Regions from separate parts of the Xenopus laevis genome. Here region 2 is linked to region 1. The links are chromatin contacts, called in public Hi-C maps. All regions are on one chromosome and are shown on one strand. Each heading gives the region's core, a stretch centred on a gene start, on an enhancer-like site or on the middle of the called end of the contact. The rest is flanking DNA. Distances are from core to core; before and after follow the strand shown. Region 1 overlaps slc15a1.S (solute carrier family 15 member 1). Region 2 holds the start of LOC108709752 (FERM, ARHGEF and pleckstrin domain-containing protein 1).

Region 1 (4,737 bases), core at 802-3,301:
CATCACATTTCAGGCTGAATGTATTAGTTTTACTTCTTGCTTGAGTCTTTGAAGGGGGGATCAGAAAGAAAGGACAGTTATACAACTAAATCTTCACAGACAATCAGGTGACCCTGACAACCAAATAGTGTCAGTTGCAGGCTTAATTGGCCAAATACTTACATTAAACAGTGCCTCCAGTTGTTATTGTTAGAAATGACCTTTGGTATTTCCCAACCATCATTTTTAGATCAAGTATAATTTATAAATTGTTTTACTCAAGAAAAGAAACCATAAATATATGTTTGTGATATCTGATCGACCATGAGATAAAACATATTTCACTAATGTGTCCCCTTGACTTCACCAGAGAATATTATATATACAGTATATATATATATTATGAATGGTTATTGTTGGTAGGGTTCCTAAACCCACCATTAGTTATAGCGGAGAGCAAAGTCCAAGCTTTTAAAGCCATTCTTCAATAAATCGGCTAATAACAGAGCAGCTGCACATTAGGGTAAATGGCGAGTTATAGCCTGGGAATGTAGTTCTTATGGGATGCATGTACACAATGGCTTCATCACTAACCGGGACACAGTCATGAGTTTATTTTGGAATGCACACCTGCCCATGGATTCTGTTTCTCCTCTGAAATTGTTCCGAGCTGTCCAAGACAACTGTATGTCTAAATATTCATTTAGCCGACGAACTAAGAATTCCCACAGAAGGATATATAAATCTGAAATCATTCATGAATGCAATTTATCTCTGCTCCCTAAGGCCTGCAGTCTAATTATGGAAAGTATGGTGAGATTTAAACCCTGGAAAATGTCTGTGACTTGCAGTGTACAGTCTCTAGTCCTCAGGGCTGTGATGTTTCACACAGGGAACAAAAACGGAAAGAGAAATCATTCTCAGTACTTTTTGTAGGCAAGTGTAGAAACCTGAGAGATGCAAGTGCTTCCACCATGCAGTGTCAGACTGGGACACCAGGGCCCATCCAAAAACCTTTGACTAGGGGCCCACAAATTAATCTTAGACCTGGGGCCCACTCTTAGTACTATTATTCTTCCTTTCCTCACTCATCTATTCTCCTTTTCTTTGCATACTATAATCTATTCCATCTATTTAGCCACTTTGTTCTCATAGAATTAGGGAATGGCCATGACATAGGCTAAATGTTTAGCAGCATGAGGCCCACTGACACCTGGGCCCACCGGGACTTTTCCTGGTATCCCTGTGGGCCAGTCCGACACTGCCGCCATGCTGATATTTCCTTTATTATAACCTGAAGACAGAAGTACGGATGGAGCCAGTGTACATAGTCAGCAACCTGATCACTCTGCATTGAAAATCTACCTGTTCTTATAGTATAAGGCAAGTATAAGGTGATTGGGTTTGAAAAAACATTGGTAAAAGAACTGTCTAGAATCAGAAATGGCACACTGCCTCCATTCCATCCACACAACCTGACTCTTAACATCATTGTTCATTTACTGACCCATCCCATGACTGGCCATGACTGGCCAATCCTGTGTACAAAGACAAGCTACAAGATGGAGCAGATCAGTGGAGAAAACAACAAACAAGTATTATGTATGTGTGGCACACTGCCTTTACTTTATCATTGTTTTTTTCTCATTGGATGCACAGAGTGGAACAAATGGAGAATAATCTTTATTTGCCAGATGTTACTGTTTGAAATGAAACCAAGTAAACGTAATGCCTTGCCATTTTTCATTTTGATGAATGGGCTAGATATTATAAATGCTGCTTTCATTAGCTGATGTTTCAGCACTAATGGAAAAAAAAAATTCCTGCAACAGATGTTGTTTGATAAAAAGACTTGTGTACCAACGTTTCATTTTTATAAATGGATAAATATGGATACAACTTCTTCTTGGTCAGCACATGCCCATTCCTTTACATTAACATTACATTTTTTATGGCATAAGTCTTAACAGCTGAAGTTTGCAGGGATACAGCATGCTGGGCCTGAATGACTCCATTCTTGCAGTGCTAATACTTGTGCAGTTCATCCTTCTGTTCCTGTGTGGCTAAAGTTATTACTGTCAGTAATAGTGGGAGTAACCACATAATTTATATGCTGGTGTGCAACATGCAAGCAGCACTGTATACTTTATAACAGACATCGTCTACAGTCTGAAATATTCAATAGTAACACACTGCCACCTAGCGAAATCACCAAATTAGTACAATATAACCAGCTCCCTGAAATTTTAATTGTTTTACATTTTTATTCAAAGGAAAATGAAACCCCCTTTTCTGACATGAGCTCATTCACTTGGAGTTATGTAGAAAATGTACATAAATACCCTCTAAACTGCCAGAAATAAAAAATGTATTTTTTTTTACACAGACATACCTGATTTCATAGACTGAAAGAGAAACGTTACTCAGTCTGACAAACCATTACTATCAGATCAAAAGATCAGTAAATCAGATCCGATTTGCGTTCTAACTGTGCTTCCACACGCAGTCTAATTTCAGAGAATCTAATCTATGAGTGGAATAGTGCAAGGGGAAAAGATCATAAACATATATAATGCCCATGGTCTATGTCTGTCCAGTGGCAAGATACAGCAAACTAAACGGAGGCCTGTACTTGCCACCACTCGGAATAAAAGTTTATTCTGCTGGAGTTCCTGTTCCTTCTATTTTTTGGAGGCCTGTACTTGACACCTGCCATTAACTTACCCTTATTTTTTTTTACTTTACTTTGTGCAGAGGCAGAACAACAGAGAGTGTATTTATAATAATAATACAATTTATGTGCTTTAATATAATTATTTAACAACATAAAATTGATTTATTTAAGCTCACATATATGTAGATACATTTAGTTCATGTTATCTGTCTTTGGGCATTAGAAAAACAATTAACAATAGGTAGCTAAAGAATGGATCTAAAGCAGTGATCCCCAACCAGTAGCTAGTGAGCGACATGTTGCTCTCCAACCCCTTGGATTTTGCTCCCAGTGGCCTCAAAGCAGGTGATTATTTTTTAATTCCTGGCTTCGAGGCAAGTTTTGGTTGTATAAAAACCAGGTGCAGTGCCAAACAGAGCCTCAATGTAGGTTTACAATCCACATAGGGGCTACCAAATGGCCGATCACAGCACTTATTTGGCACCCCAAGAACATTTTTTCATGCTAGTGTTGCTCCCCAACTCCTTTTACCTCTGAATGTTGCTCACGGGTTCAAAAGGTTGGGGATCCCTGATCTAAAGAAACTAGCTTAGCATAGCAGCAGAGTATCCTATAGCTGGGACTTCAGTATTTTCATTGCTTAGAAAACTAGATCCAAATCTGTCATCTTCATTCTAAAAACCATAAAAGACCTTTGATAACAACGGCAGTTATGTTATGTGTTTGAGATGTGCTTACATGGGAGAATTCTATGGTTGTGCCTAGTGTCTCACTGCAATACTGCATTTCTGTAGCACATTATTTATGTTGCATTACTATGTTTTATTTAAGACACTGAAAAATTAAAGCAAAGAAAAAAACGAAAAATGATCAGCCTTTATTTGTTTTCTCTTTATATTCATCTCAGAAGATCTTTGTCATATTTCAATATTCTTTATCTGAAAACAGGTGGTGTCGAGCGGCAATCTCCAGAAGCGGAGCGCTGGCACAGAATGCTTCCACGTTACTTTCCACGTTGCTCTCCAGCGTTATCTTAAGTTGATTTCCAAGCAACAAGGAATTTCCAAAATGACAAAAAAGGTATATACAGTATGCAGGTTTTTATATCCTCATGCCATATTACATTTTTGTTTGTGAATAAGGTCCATCTCCATCCTGAACACCCATTGCTTCTATTTCCTTAGCATTCTTTTTCTTCTCATCTTCATCAAACTGGGCTTCAATCTCGGCAGGATCCACGTAAGTGTAGAAGTAGGCCATGACAGCAAAGATGACACAAACAGCTACCAGAAGAGCAGCAAAGAGCACATACTCTGCCCACTGTAAGTGTTAAGAGTTTATGTTAAAATACATCCCCAATCATGCCCATATCCAACCTTAACCCCTATCCCGCTAACCGTATCCAGCCCAACCCCAAAAATTTTCATATTTTATAGACCCACTAACATATAGAGACTGACATGAATATAGTAGGGCTTATTTACTTTGCAAGTACAATTTAGTTTTTCTCCTACAGTGCAGTGTTTTTCCCAGAACTTCAGCATTATTGCGCTTGTAAGGGGTTGCTGCAACAAAATTACTGCAACTGCCTGCATTTCTTCAAAAATCTAACACAGTTTCACTAGGAGTCCATCTAATGTAATTTCCGTTGTTTGGCGTGAAAATGATTTTTGTACCCAAATCTTTAGACGTAAGTGTGTTGCACCTATTGATTATAGGCGTAACGGGAACCCTAGAGCTATGAGCTGGTCAGGACTCACCCCCAAGGTTCTCTTGCATCAATATACACAGAAGCATTTGATTTAGAGCAGAAGGCAGGAAGGAGTTAGAGGCACAACTACATGTAAGTGTAGGGAATGTATTTTTACGCCAGTACTTTTAAAGAAAGTGGTTTTATAGGCAACGGACTACGGACATAAATGAGCCCTAGTATATACATCATCAGAGGTGGGGTCAGAAAATGGAGAATTTCAGAGACACTGCTAGAATAATATAATTTTGCAATTCATCAAAGTTTAGTAAGGGTCATAGGTTTAATTAAACACAGGATAATTTAAGCTGCAGCAGTTCAAGAACAAGCCATA
Region 2 (4,737 bases), core at 1,165-3,664, 160 kb before region 1:
CTTCGAAATTATCGTGCGGTTAGTGGGATTCAAACGATTGACCATCTTACGATTTTTCGGCTGACATCGTCAGGAAATTGATCGGCCAGGTTAAAAAAATCTTTCTGTCCCAGTGCAATCTATCTATGTTTGCAGGGGCAAGCAGGCAGCTTCCCTTTGTTTTCCTGGCAAATTGGTCTTCTTAGTTGATGGCTAATTCGTACGATCGTTCTAAGAAAATCGTCGTCTTACGATGAGGATCAGATCTTTTAAAGGTTTTTTAAATGATTTCCGTAAAATGTGACCAAATCAGTAACAGCACAGATAGTTCCAATGTTATTTACTTCCTTCTATTATCCCAGCATCATATTTCAGCTTTAGCTGGCCTGGTATTATGGAGTAAAAGTGTTTGCTCTGCCAGAGAGTTAGTTTCAAGCTATATAAGCCACAACCAGATCACAGTTACAGACTTTCAGATTTCTGCTTTATAACTTTAGCTTGTAGGCTTTGGTTAGCTATTCTCATCTAATGTGCATCGGCCTAGAAAGCAATGCAGGTTCATTACATGCTGCTAGGCATTTGGTAGTGGGACAGGGCATTAAATATGCAGTGTAGGATAAATGGTTCAGCTGTAAGTGGAGTCATATGTATAAGTGCCCAGCAAGCTCTGCTGAATTTCATGTACACTCCTTAAAGGGGCAACTTAAAATGAGCCAGAAGCTTACTGGTCCATTAATGGGGTCATATAGCCAGCCTGATGTCTATTGGGCAAGTCTGAAAATCCTGTGATGGATCTGCATTGACTTGTATTGTGATCAGATTATTGGCATGGGAGCTTAAAGGAACAGTAACACCAAAAATGAAAATGTTTTAAGTAATCAACATGTAATGTACTACTGGTGCAACTGGTGAAATTGCTTCAGAAAAACTAGAATAGTTTATATAAATGGTTCTGTATAGCCATGGAGACAGGCACTCAAAGCTGAGAAAAGGCACAGGAAACACAGCAGATAACAGATTCTTCGGAACGTATCTGTTATCTACTCTATATCCTGTGCTTGAATGGCTGCCCCATGGCTACACAGTAGCTTGTTTATATAAACTTTTGTTGCATTTCTGAAGCAAACACACCAGTTTTACCAGTGCAGTGCAACAGCATATTATATTGTCATTCCTTTAAAACACTTGAATGTTTTGATGTCACTGTTCCTTTAACAATAGAATCAGTCTGATTGGGCCCTTCAGCTGCACAGCCATTTATAAGATATCTGTTCATTTGGCAACTTTGCAAAATAAGCTGATATTTCAGTGCAGGTTTAACTTTAATCTTTTTTCTGGTTAGCAGGGTCATTGGCCCCCTGAACTTAATACGTTCTTGTAATAAAGTCTACTATTTTTTTCCCAACACCTTGCCCTGAATCTCTGAGGGCCTGCCTTTTCTGCTGGACGCTGGTTATATCTCAATAGCCAATACTCCACAAAACAAAAGTTTAGACATTTTTAGGTAACACACTAAATCCTGATCCAACCACAACCAGTATTGTCCCCGTCTACCCATACCTCCACTCATTTTCATATATAGAAGTTGAGGTCATTATTAGTGATGGGCGAATCTGACCTGTTTCGCAGAAAATTCGTGAAACTGAAAATCTGTGAAATGCATTGGTCTATGGGCGATAACCTTTTTTTTTTTTTTTTTTTTTTTTTGAAGCGTGACAATTTTTTTTTCCAGCCATTAGTCTATGGGTGTCATCTTGGTGGCAAAACTTGGCGAAATATTTCGCTCATCGCTAGTCATTTATGCACCAAAGGGTCTAAAGAATAGAAATGCAGGATTCGGCCAAATCCTTCTGTCCGGCCAAGCCGAATTATAATTTGCATATGCAAATTAGGGGCGGAGAGGTAAATCACGTGACTTTTTGTCACAAAACAAGGAAGTAAAAATGTTTTTCCCTTCCCACCCCTAATTTGCATATGCAAATTCGGTTCGGTATTCGGCCGAATCCAAAATAGCGGATTCGGTGCATCCTTAATAGAAATATACAGATGTGGACACGCAGACACAATGTAATAATTGTATCATATGACTGTCTTGCACCTAGAAGGAGTCTCGGCTTCACTTCCTGCTGTTCCCATCATTCATACTCTGCCCTATCAGAACAATAGAAAGGCAGCCATGCCATGTGTAGCTCTTCGTATGCTCTCCATCTAATAATCTTTGTTTGGCTAAGGCTCAGCTGTGGAAATGGTGCTTATATGGATCTCTTAACATACGGTTGCCTGCACAAAAGAAATGCATAGGGAAGGTTGTTGGAGAGCAACGTCAATTATATCTGGTTTCCCAGATTCCACAGCTTCAGTCTCTGTGAATTGTGTAGAGAGATAAAAACAACATGTGCAGCTCAGGGAAAAAGCCATTCAGGCGAAGCGCGTAAGCGGGACTATGCTCATCTGTTGCAGAAGCGCCCAGTTCAAATGCACATGGAACTCTGAGGGACGCCGAGTAGCCATATCGAGATTTTGGGACGAACACAGAAATCCTTTTATGCAGTTTTACCAAGAAATTTAATGTGAGTGTATTTTTATTATTCATTAAACTGTGTTCAAGTGAATCTGCACATGTTGTTTTTATCTCTCTACACAATTTGCGGAGACTGAAGCTGTGAATACGGAATTAAGTAATTTTAACCCCTGCCTGTTCCAACTCACGTCTGGTGAGTGTTTTGTACTACCGGAGAACCGGAACCCCAGTAGGGCCCTCTGTGAATCTGTCGCTTGTCTGTGAATCAGATACATTCGGGTCCACTCCCGAGTTACGTTGCTTTTTTCTGAGTTCTCACATTTGGGGGTCACTAATTAGTAAAGGGTATATAGAATGAATGATTATTTTACAAGGTGATTAATCAACACGGGGATTTGTGCCATTCCCAGGACACATTTCACGGGACTTACTGTATTCACTAAGTGGCACATAAAAATTGTTAATGAACACAGCACAATGTGTGTATAAAATCACTAAGGGTGAAAGTAAACAAGTTGTTGGAACTACTACACTATATAAAAAAAAAATTCTGTTATTCTCCCTCCTCAAAAAAACGTGTTTTTCTGAGGAATACAGCAACTTTTGTTTTGAATAATGTTGCTTTCAGTAGCAATTAAATTACAAATTACCCCCGAGATTAACAAAAACACATCAAATGTGCAAATTTTGCAGGTATTTAACTTGTTGTGCTGCCCCAATACCAAATAGGGCCTAGAGTAGAGATGGTGGTTGGGTGGCTGTCAGCCTGAAGGCCATTGAGGGTTAGATTAGAATATTTAGCTGATGTGCTAGATGCCAGGGGGGGGGGGGTATCCAGGTCAGCTACCTTATTTAAAAGGTTTACAGACTTAAAATACACCTTACCAAATCTTTCCTATAACTGGGAACCAAGACGCTAGGATGTGTTAGAAGACTGTGGTTAGGTTGTATTTTTATGCACTGTCATTATAGCTATACAATACACAAGTTTACCTGTATATGGTCATGGAATTCCTCTGTGACTATCCTTATATTTTACAATAACGGGTACAGTATTCAGACCAACTGCCCCCTCTATTCCTGATAATCTCAGCCCAATGCTTAGTTTGGAGAACAGAAATAAACCTGCAATGTCTGTGCACCACTGCAACAAACCTCTTGATGCCCAGCATTATTTGGGGAATTGGGAGGCAAAAAGTATCACTCTCTTCTTTAGGTATGGTGGTTATATGAACATGTAGAAAGTTATGGCAGAGGGGGGACCTTCCCCAATCTATGGTCAGTGTCATGCTGTGCAGGGCTTATTATTAGCGGCTGGAAATAAGCAGAGGAGCTTTAGGGAGCAGAAGGATGAACATATTAGTACAGTGAGTTCTCTGTGTTCTGCTCTCTGAACACATTTTTAGATTTATTTTTCAGGAAAATATTTTATACTTTGTATAAACACAAATTCTTTCAGTAAAGAAAACTGAGAGAATTTGTTTCTACTTCCAAAAAGCACAGCGAGGCAAATATTTATATTTTATTTTAAAATATCTGATACAACTTGTCGGAATTCTTGTAGGTTGCAAACTTGAGGGTCTGCGATAAGTATATTCTTACATTGTACTGTGTTTGTTTCCATCCCAATATATAAAGAAGGTCTGATAGTTATACTCGGTCCCAGCTATGAAAAATCCAGGTACATTAAGGCAATGGGAGGGAGTAAGATAAATCTCACAGTTGCACCAGACAGCATGTTGTCATACTTGGGTACCAGATACCAAGTACATTTAAAACAATCACCTTGTAATCATCTATGTGCTAGAGCATTCTATTAGCAGCTGGTCCTGGTCCTCTACAGACAATCATGGCATTGCTGAATCACAAAGGAGGGATGAGGCAGTAGTGCAGGGTGCAGTCTGATGGCTTTTGCTGCAGTACCAAAGCAGTTTCCTAAATAGACAGAAAGCATAAGTAGAGGAATTTTGATCATTGTGAAGGACAATTGTGTATGCTTAAATGTTATTCACAAATCTATTTCACTTGCAGTACATATAGTGCCAATGTGCTTGTTCAGCATACTTTAACGAATTGCTTGCAAAATACAAGGTGCACAGATAAAAGGAAACCCTGCAATAAACTCCCTGCCTTCAGGCATCATTTCCCTTACTCATCTTATCTAAACACATAGCTAACTTCCACATACTGAATCATACACTAAGGGGGTTATTTATCAAAGTCCGGATTTATCTCAA

What was found. Hi-C and Micro-C count contacts between places; a contact is called where the count stands out from the background.
Region 2: a Hi-C map of the XTC cell line shows a contact between it and region 1, with 2.5 times the contacts expected there. The contact joins the promoter of LOC108709752 here to the enhancer-like site in region 1. A contact is called at or near these places in 2 of 4 Hi-C or Micro-C datasets (the XL177 cell line and the XTC cell line).

What each region holds. Positions count from the first base shown.
Region 1 is chr2S:112,019,570-112,024,306 of Xenopus_laevis_v10.1, reverse strand. slc15a1.S (solute carrier family 15 member 1) reads right to left here. Exons shown (of 23, transcript XM_041584281.1): 23 at 3,512-3,973. The coding sequence ends at 3,773. Among protein-coding and RNA genes, the nearest start is that of stk24.S, 9.7 kb to the left of the region's middle. Within about 2 kb of position 2,051, at least 1 of the 7 cell types and tissues checked has an H3K27ac peak or open chromatin away from gene starts, as enhancers often do.
Region 2 is chr2S:112,181,591-112,186,327 of Xenopus_laevis_v10.1, reverse strand. LOC108709752 (FERM, ARHGEF and pleckstrin domain-containing protein 1) reads left to right here and starts at 2,414. Exons shown (of 27, transcript XM_018249871.2): 1 at 2,414-2,549.